Linked DNA regions of Mus musculus: regions 1 and 3 are each linked to region 2. A link is a contact called in public HiChIP or PLAC-seq and promoter capture Hi-C data. All regions are on one chromosome and are shown on one strand. The core of a region is the stretch at or near the end of the contact, and the rest is flanking DNA. Distances in the headings are between cores, read along the strand shown.

Evidence for each region. HiChIP or PLAC-seq counts read pairs in DNA pulled down with a chosen protein or histone mark. Capture Hi-C pulls out chosen DNA fragments and counts their contacts.
Region 1: a contact with region 2 is called in a promoter capture Hi-C map of adipose tissue, with 2.0 times the contacts expected there. The contact joins the promoter of 2700038G22Rik here to the promoter of Slc4a2 in region 2. A contact is called at or near these places in 1 of 39 promoter capture datasets (erythroid cells), 1 of 484 Hi-C or Micro-C datasets (B cells), 7 of 115 datasets of contacts at active chromatin or transcription factors (acute myeloid leukemia, astrocytes, large pre-B cells and 4 more) and 2 of 9 other capture datasets (adipose tissue and liver).
Region 3: an H3K4me3 HiChIP or PLAC-seq map of bone marrow-derived macrophages shows a contact between it and region 2, with 8 times the contacts expected there. The contact joins the enhancer-like site here to the promoter of Slc4a2 in region 2. A contact is called at or near these places in 2 of 39 promoter capture datasets (the HPC-7 cell line and stem cell-derived epiblast-like cells) and 3 of 115 datasets of contacts at active chromatin or transcription factors (bone marrow-derived macrophages, microglia and pancreatic cancer cells).

Annotation. Positions count from the first base shown.
Region 1 is chr5:23,849,233-23,852,594 of GRCm38.p6, forward strand. 2700038G22Rik (RIKEN cDNA 2700038G22 gene) reads left to right here and starts at 1,365. Exons shown (of 4, transcript NR_045042.1): 1 at 1,365-1,389; 2 at 2,889-2,923. It overlaps Gm42228 (a long non-coding RNA gene), which reads right to left. Exons shown (of 2, transcript XR_880875.3): 2 at 222-898. It overlaps Snord93 (small nucleolar RNA, C/D box 93), which reads left to right and starts at 3,001; the gene lies at 3,001-3,045.
Region 2 is chr5:24,423,920-24,426,843 of GRCm38.p6, forward strand. It overlaps Slc4a2 (solute carrier family 4 (anion exchanger), member 2), which reads left to right and starts at 1,313. Exons shown (of 23, transcript NM_009207.3): 1 at 1,313-1,516.
Region 3 is chr5:23,885,668-23,888,716 of GRCm38.p6, forward strand. It overlaps the pseudogene Gm9534. Among named protein-coding and RNA genes, the nearest start is that of Gm42228, 34 kb to the left of the region's middle. Within about 2 kb of position 1,639, at least 33 of the 459 cell types and tissues checked have an H3K27ac peak or open chromatin away from gene starts, as enhancers often do. A contact at or near this core is called in the HPC-7 cell line, bone marrow-derived macrophages and pancreatic cancer cells, where this site is marked.

The DNA.
Region 1 (3,362 bases), core at 115-2,614, 570 kb before region 2:
AGTCAGTGACGCCCAGTGATAGAACTTGTCTCAAAAAATAATGTGGAGAATAATTGAGGGAAAGAAACACCAACCTGTGACCTCCACGTGCATGGGCAACACGAGCACAAACACAAAGACACTCACGTACACATACTGAGAAACAAATAGAGAAACAGTTTAAGGTGCCTATAGATATGTTCTTGTGTTGGGGTCTAAAAATCCAAAACAACCCGAGCAGGTTCAAGAGTCCCCCCAAAGCAAGATCTTTATTTGAATTAGGCAGCAAAAATCAACCAGTTAGGAACAGCAGCACAGACTCCGTCTGACTGCGTCTTCGAACATCTTAGTAAGTATTTAAGCAGATGACAAAGATGTATTGCACTCGGGCTGCTGCTGATCAATCAGGGCCATAGAAGAGACTCAGGAACTGAACTGCAACCCCAAGCCAGAATGGTACGGGGCTTTTAAGCTTGAAATCCATAAACGTCTGTGCTAAGTTATCCCACCAATCAGGACTTAGGGGTAGGGGACTTCCTTAAGAGCACGTCTTTGTGGTGCACTTACTCTGTTCCTACAGGACTCAACTGCAGCGTTCATGTTGAAGTGCACTCACCTAGCATCCATGCTTCTACTCACCAAGCAGGAAGTCAGTTACCCAGGGAGGTCTTGGGAACTTAAACTTTGAGTTAAGGCCTGTTCCAAATGGCTTCAGTTGGTTCCTTCTTACACCACTGTCTTCTGAATTCTCCTCTTGCGTTCCCACAAGCAATGGATGAGTGGGGTCTGGGGTGCAGGCGTTTTGATAAGTGTGTAAGTGGTACCATGGTGGTGTCTTACTTTTCAGTTCCTCAGTGGCCTGTGACGCTTAACATACCAAGAGCACACAAAGAGTAGGCAACTCTTTTGAGGGCTGTTGCTATAAGGAGAAATAAAAGGTGGCTTACTTGTGGCAGGATGTAGCAGGAATTTAATGGCGGATGTTTTGGTCTGTTTGGTTGGTTTACGTTTTGTTTTTACATGGCTAGAGAGATGGTTTGCCGCTTAAACAGTGTTCTGTTCTTGTAGAGGACCTGAATTTAGTTCCCAGCATTCAATTTAGGAGGCTCACAGCTGTCTGTGAGTCCAGCTCCAGGGAAGCTGACACCTATGTCTGGCATTTTGAGCACATGCAAATATCACAGACAGACATAGTTTAAGTCTTTTTGGGGAAGCGGGCGGGGCCAGTGGCTCTGGTGCCGCCAGGGGGCGCGTGAGGGCCGGCGCTGGAGTCAGGCGGGAACGGGGGAAGGGGCGGGCAGGAGGGGCGCTGGGCCACTCTGGTTGGCTGAGCCCCGGTGCTCAATGTCCGGTCGGTTTTAAACTCGGTCCCGCCCTGGCGCCCAGCTCTTCCGCCGCGGCGCGCTCCTGGTAAGTACTCTCCCCATTGCGAGTCCCAGGACCACGCCACGTGGTCTTGGCGATTTTCACGGCGCTCGCCCGTGGCGCGGGTCCCTGCCCATACGCGTCCCTTCTGTGTGGGACAGGCGATCAGCCTTGCGCTGCCCGGATTTGTCCCCTCTCGGATGGAGGCGCGGCGTCCGGACAGCCCGGGTCCTGGGCACACTCGGGGCTTCCCGCCCGCCCAGGACTCCGATGACGGGGACATCGACTATTTAGGAAGCGAATGAGATCAGAGCTCGGAAAGTAGCAGGAGGCAGGATAATCCCAGTGTCAGCAAGGGCAGGGGTGATTTCGCCCACGCAGGCGCGTCCTCGCCGCCGCACGTGTCCTTTAATTGCTGCTTGGCACAAAGGCTGGGCTTTTTGTTTTGTGCTCATTTGTTTTAAGGTTTGAGGGTATATTCAGGCGGATACCTGCAACCGAGTCCAGCAGGGACCTCTGCCTACAGGACCTGGATTACCCTACTGCTGACACAGACCCAGCCTGTCTGGGTTTTGGGTCCTGGGAGAAATCTGAGCCACTGGATTAGCACTTAAGCAAGGTGACTTATAAGCAATGATTTAGGAATCGTGATTTGGAATTCCTAAGACCGGGTATAGGTGTTTAGCGAGCACCCAGGAGTCCTCCCTGTTTAAGAGGTGACTGATTGAGACACCAATTAAAAGTAAATATCATGGTTGGAGAGATGACTCAGTGGTTAAGAGTACTGACAGCTCTTCTAGAGTTCCCGAGTTAAATTCTCAGCAACCACATGGTGGCTCACAACCATCTGTAATGAGATCTGATGCCCTCCTCTGGTGTTGTCTGGAGATAGCAACAGTGCACTCATATAGAAGAAATAAATCTTTTTAAAAGATTATTAGATTATTGAGACAGATTGTCATACTGGCCCAGAGAATATTTGTGCTCTAGGACCCTAAGTATTGGCATTTATGGACATAAGCCACTGTGCCTGGTAAAGGACATTTTAGAGGAAAAATAGGCTTGTGGGCTCTTGTAAACAAGTTCCCTGTGTTGTAGTTTTCTTTCCGTTAGAGGTTAGGGTTCTGTTGAGCCCCTTCGAGAGTGAAGGGCAGCATGAGCCACCTTCTAAGGTAAGGAGTTATTTTTCCCTTCCTCATTCAGGCTCAGGAGACACATCTGACGCTGCTTCTGGTTTTGAAATCAGAGAAAATGTTTCACTTTCTTAAAGGAAGAGTACTGCTATTACCTGCAGTACTATTTGCTTCTAAACATTAAGAGTTTTTGCTTCTGGGGTGGAAATAGTGGGAAAGATGGCCCAGAGGGAATAAAATGGACTCCCAGCTGTCAGCAGTATGAAGATTAGAGCTCTGTGCAGGAATAAATGCTAGTCAGAGGCAGGCCTTCCATCACCAGATGCAGCTAGGAGCCACCAGGAAGGTCCTTTCTGAAGGAAGCTGTGGCTGCTGCTTGTAACAGTGCTGGTTCTTTTTTCTTTTGAGCAGATGAGTGCTGTGTCCAGGATGATCATGAATTCAAGGTATGTGTTAGATGGCAAGTTTGGCTTTCCAGGCATAATTCCAGGAACAGTTCTTGGCCAAGGATGAGAACTCTAACCTGACTGGATACGCTGCTGTGATGGGTTAAAGGATTTACCTGAGGCCAATAGAACAGGCAGGAATTTAATGCAGTCACCCCATGTCTTTTTAAAGTAGATGAGGGGTTGGAGAATGGAGTGAGAGGGCTTAGCAGTGCCAAGCCCGTTACCTTTGATTCTGGGACCTGGTGGAGAGAGCCAGCTCTCTAGAGTTATTCTTGCACCTTCATGTGTGTGCTAGCACACGTGTGTGCACACTCAAAATAATAAATGTAATAAATGGGAGCGTTGGTGAATGTTTAATACTTAGAGGGTGATATGGCTTTGCATTTCAAGTTGTGTTCAAACATTTCTGAGTAGATCCACCCAATGTACTGGGTAG
Region 2 (2,924 bases), core at 63-2,562:
CTCTGCTTGAAGTTTGCGTTTGACGGCCTAGATCCCGAGCGCTGTTGGCCCGGCTCTGACCTGGTTGGGTGTTTTGAGTCACCAGCGACCTCCTGACAGCTTCAGCACTAGTTTTCACCTCTCCTAGGCCACCTGGTGACCCCAGGACTGATTGGGGAATGATTCTGAGCGATGTCTTACTGCTGATGACCTCACAGGGACCAGCTGACCACAGGGCTGGGCAGCGAGACAGGTGTGCCCCGTTAGAGTCTGGATTTGAGTGGAAGGACACACGCCAGAGTCCCCTCTTTCTGCTGGGCCCATTTTATCGTCTCGAAACCCACCGGACTCCAGCGGCTCCACTTTGACATGCCGAGGCCAGCTGACTGGAGCCTGGGTGTCCCCCAGATCCCAGTCTTCAGAGCAGGCCCACTGGAGTCAGCCAGGGTGTGGCCCACGAAGACTGGCAGGTCAGTTACTTCCCTCAACAGACAAGACCACAGACAGTTGCTACACTTGGAGCAAGCAGCCTTTACCTCATCCTATAAAGGAGTTGATTATAGATTTTCTTGCACTACTCTCTAATTGTCTCATGATTGCATTCTTGAGGGCTGTGAACCGGGCGAAAATGGCCCCAAACAGCATTCCTCAGCGCGGAACCAGAGTAGGCGCTAACCGTTTGTCAATTAACTCACTTAAATCTGAGTGCTTTTGCATAAACAATATTGTGATTTACCCACGTGGCAGACTGAAGACGCATAAAGTGTATTCTTTATCTGAAATAATTGATAACTTAGTTGAGAAAACATGATGACACGCAAGGGTCTTTCAAATAGAGGTGTCAGCTATGAATAGGTTTCCATTTAGCCCGGAGGTAGTTCTAGCGAAAGGGAGGAATCTTCAACAAGTTGTCTTGTTTTCCATCAGTTCAGGGTCTTGGCCACCCAACCCCACCCACTCATTACTCCACATTCGCCTGCCACCCGTTCTCTCAAGCAGACACCGGGGCTTTCTTGGTGTTTCAGTGGTGTTATTTGGGCGGGGGCTCTGCAGAACCTTAACGTCAAAAAATCTGTAGTTCGACTCCCTGCATCTCAATTTCCTGGCCTACTCCACGCCCTCGATCCCCAACGTAAAGCTGGCTTCTTTCCTCACAGAGGTGGCTCACTAAAGCTAAGAGAAGGCGAGCCCGGAGCTTCGCCGCGGGTGGCGGGGGGGGGGGAACAGCCGGAAGGCCGCGCCGGCGGTGTCGGCGGTGTCGGGCTGTGCCTGGGAGCGCGCCCCCGCCGCGGAGGCTCAGCGTCCGCTTTCCGCCTCTCAGCTAGCCGCGCCGGGGGCGCGCACGGCGCGCTGCGGGGGGCGCGCACGCTGGAGGCTGGCCTGCCCGCAGCGCGGGGGAAAGTTGAGTTGGGAGAAGTTGGGAGCGGCGGGGGCGCGCCCCGGGGTGGGCACCGGGAAATCGTCGGGAGCGCGCGAGGGTTCCGGAGGATCAGGGGAGACCCGGAGACCCCCGGGACACGAAATCTAGAGCTAGCGGGTAAGCAGTTAGGTGGCGGAGAGGGAGGGTGAGGGCCGCGGAGGGGGGGGGGGGACTGGAGACTCGGGCGCCGAGGGAGTGGAACTGGAGGAAAGGGCGGGGACTGGGGCGCAGGGAGCGAGGTTTTAGGGAGAAGGATGGGGAGGCGAGTGGGAGTACGGGTCGGAAGCGAGATTCCGTGGTCCGCCTCTTAAGAGTTACCTAAAGCCAAGGTGCCGCGCCCCCTGTCACCAGGAGCGGGTAGTCTCAGGGAGCTACTGCCTTCAGCTCGCTCTCCCACTCCCGTGAGGGTTCCAGACGACCCTGTGCCCCAGAAACTCGCCACTTTGTGGGTTGCCTGGGACCGCAACTCCTCGGATCTCGGGATTGAGAGATGGAGCCATGAAAAGGGTTGGCGGGTCAGGTCAGGACAAGAGGTCAGACAGAAGGGGGAGCAGCTGGGTGAGGGTGGGAAGGACAAGCCTGAAGTTTGAGTCCTAGGGGACTGCCTTCTCTTCTGTAGGGAACTCCTTGCTTGGGTGTGGAGGGAGCGCTGCTTCAAATCTGGGTCCGTTTTATCAAACTCTCTCCGCCCCCCACCAGCCCCACAGCCAAGAGCTGTGGAATGTACGAATTCACTTGGGGAATGGTTAATGCTCGAGTGGGGGTCCGGACTGCTAATCCCTTGGGCTGGGGGAGAGACACTAATCCTTCGGGCCCGTCGGGGCTGGTCCGGGGAATGTGCCCCCACTAGGATTATCGGTACCGATGCTCTGGACAGAGGCTGCTTTGTATTCTACGACAGCAGGGAGGGGGGCATGGGTAGAGGGAGGAGGGCTTGGTGGTGAAACACACTGAGGGCAAAGCCTGGAGGTGGGAGTGAGCACCTGCAGGTGGTGAACACAGATTCCCTATACCCCCCTAGACCAGGTCCCCTCCCTCACACCTCTCCCCCACACTGACAGGCCCTGGCTGAAGGCCTGCTTAGGGGGGAGGTGGAAAGAGCAGTCAGCTGAGTTGGAGTTCTTGCCAGGAATGTGTGGCCCAGACTCCCCACCCTGGGCTGATCCCCCCAGACCTCTGTTATTTGACCCCATCTCATTGCCAAGGTAGCCATAAATCAGGCAACCACACATCGGCAGCACACCTGAGCAGCTTAGCATTGTTACCTTTAGAGAGCATTGGGTGTGCCCTCAGTGTGCATGGGCACCCCAGTTTGCACTGGTTGGGTTCCCTCTACCCCCATCACAGCTCACAACCTACAGTCATCGTCAGGAGGGCTGTCCTGCCGTCCTGCCACTCAGATTTTCCTGGCCCAGGGCTAGGGAGGGAAGGAATAGAGAGACTGCCCCCTCAGGGTTTCTGTGCCCACCCCCTTGACGATGTCACGTGCCCCTCCCCCATTATAAGCTCGCTGTCCAGCTTCTCC
Region 3 (3,049 bases), core at 389-2,888, 540 kb before region 2:
TTGGACCCAGCATTTTAAGTCACTTAGTTAATTTTATTAGAGAACACATTAATACAGTATAGCTGATGATACTTAGACAACAGTATGAAGATATACCTCTCAATAATTCTACCTATGAGTTAACAGAATGTGGTTAATTGCTTTAAGATTGAAGCACTCACAAGAAAAAGCAGGGAAGGAGAGAGCCCAGACTTGGAACTTCCCACTGAGCCTTAGGGAAGGTTCTTGAGTCCCCATCCCTGCCCAGCCAATCAATGTAAAGGTCACCAGGACCACCAATCATTATGTGCCTAGTTGCTGTTGCTATAATCTGTCCTCAAAAATTGTTTAAAAGGTGTATGAAAGAAAGAGAAGGGGTGACCCCTCCTCTGGGTGCAGGATGACCCCAGTGCACTAGAACAATAAACCCCTTGCTTTTGCATTGAACTCTGTTCTTGATTCTCACCTAGGGTCTCCTGGTAGCTAAGTCTCACTTTGAGTCTTACATAATCAGTGCTCACCAGCTTTATCCTCCTCACCAGCAACTGCACCCTGAAGTCAGAGGCAAACATCTAGCCCGCTCCACCTGGAGAGGAGGCAGTTACAGGTTGTTGAGTCCTGCCTGCTAGCATAGCTGTTGCCATTTTGTTCCATGCCTGACAGTCACTGACACAGAAAAATAGCTTGACTCAGAGCAGGGTCATGATGACCACACAAACTGTTATGTTCTGTATGTTCTGAGGTTGGTAACTCTTAAGAATTTCCACAAACATAAGCTCCACTTAGGACCAATAAGAATAAAGGTCAGTTAGAACTGATCTGCCATTCCCGCTTCCCTAATGCTGTCTCAGGTCTCACTGATAAGTGGATATTAGCCCAGAAACTTAGAATACCCAAGATACAAGTTACAATTTGTAAAACACATGAAACTCAAGAAGAACGAAGACCAAAATGTGGACACTTTGCTCCTTCTTAGAACTGGGAACAAAACACCCATGGAAGGAGTTACAGAGACAAAGTTTGGAGCTGAGACGAAAGGATGGACCATCTAGAGACTGCCATACCCAGGGATCCATCCCATAATCAGCCTCCAAACGCTGACACCATTGCATACACTAGCAAGATTTTGCTGAAAGGACCTAGATATAACTGTCTCTTGTGAGGCTATGCTGGGGCCTAGCAAACACAGAAGTGGATGCTCACAGTCAGCTATTGGATGGATCACACGGCCCCCAATGGAGGAGCTAGAGAAAGTACCCAAAGAGCTAAAGGGGTCTGCAACCCTAGAGGTGGAACACCAATATGAACTAACCAGTATTCCCCGGAGCTCGTGTCTCTAGCTGCATATGTATCAGAAGAGGGCCTAGTCGGCCATCATTGGAAAGAGAGGCCCATTGGTCTTGCAAATTTTATATGCCCCAGTACAGGGGAACGCTAGGGCCAAGAAGTGGGAGTAGGTGGGTAGGGGAGTGGGGGGGGGGTAGGGGAGTGGGGGTAGGGGATGGGGGACTTTTGGGATAGCATTGGAAATGTAAATGAAGAAAATACCTAATTAAAAAATAGTTTAAAAAAAAAAAGAACTGATCTGCCTAGTCAGCCAGAATAGCATGAGTCAGAGCTGACCACCAAGCAGCACTTCCTGTGCCTCTGTATGAGCTCACTGTTGTTTCCTTTGTAAGCTGGCCCTGAGAAATGTTCTAGGTCCAGACTTAAGCCCCGAGTTTAGGCTGTGATCCTGGCTGATCAGTCTTGGGATGTGTGTTGAATAATCTATCCCTATCTGACTGAGATCAATGTTCATGTGGTTTGTGAGGCGATTCCTGAGCCCCAACACGGGCCTTTGCAATGGAAAAGCCATTATGATAGACTTCCCAGTACTCTTGCAATCATTTTCAAACAGAATGTCTGGCACATAGTCAAAGATATCCTGTCATAGGAGGCAAGGAAATCACTACAGATGAAATCTAAGCAACAGCAAAGACAGACCTACAGAGACTGCACAAATCCAGGTTGGTAACAGTGAACTAACTATTCCAGTTAAAAGCTAAGAATGATTGATGAGTTGGATTTTAAAATATAATTATATTCTATCTAAAGATGAATATTTCTTAAAAACATAAGAAAATACAGAAGTAACTGGATGACTAATGATGTAGCATAAAACCCATGTCACTAAATGGACCTCGCTGAAAGGCTTTACCAGAAACAAAGGAAGTCACTTTATAATGACAAAAGCTGGATTCACTAGAAAGCTACACAAATTCCAAGCCTCCTTGTATCTATGAACAAGAGTTCAAATCCCTGGCCCAAGGATGTACCAGACTGAGGTGAGAAACGACAGCCAATGGAGGTGTTTTTAAGTCCCCATCTCCCTCTTTATAATTGATAGAATAAGGAAAAATAGATGAATATGTGTTAATGTGTGAATTTGTATGTCTGTGTGTAGTTGACCTAAAAGTCACATCACAAATGCTGCAACAAATTCAGAATGCACATAAAATGTGCACAGAATATGTATAGAATACGGTACACGAAGCACATCATGGAATTAGTCATATGATGGGGGTAAGATAGGGTGGGAATGTCTTGTTCTCTGACCTTAAAGCACTTAAGATAAAAACCACTACATGAAGAAGCCAGAAAACTCCCATAGGTTTATAAATTAGTTTCTAACAAGTCCATGTTTCTACTAGAAAGGAAAGGCTAAATTTAATAAGCAAATGATGTGTGTTTAAAAGGTAGAAATGGGGACTGGAGAGATGTCTCAGTGGTTAAGAGACACTGACTGCGCTTCTAGAGGTCCAGAGTTCAATTCCCAGCCACATGGTGGCTCACAACCATCTGTAATGGGATCTGATGACCTCTTCTGGTGTGTCTGTGAGTACAGCTGCAATGTACTCATTAAAAAAAAAGTAAGAAAGGGGCCAGACATGATGTTTCATGACTGTTATTTCATTTATTTTTAAGAGGCAGAGGCAAGAAGATTGTGAATTCATGGCCAGCCTGGGCTACATAGAGAGAGCTGAAAGCCTGACACGAGAAAAAAATGAAAAAGAAAGAAAGAGAGAGA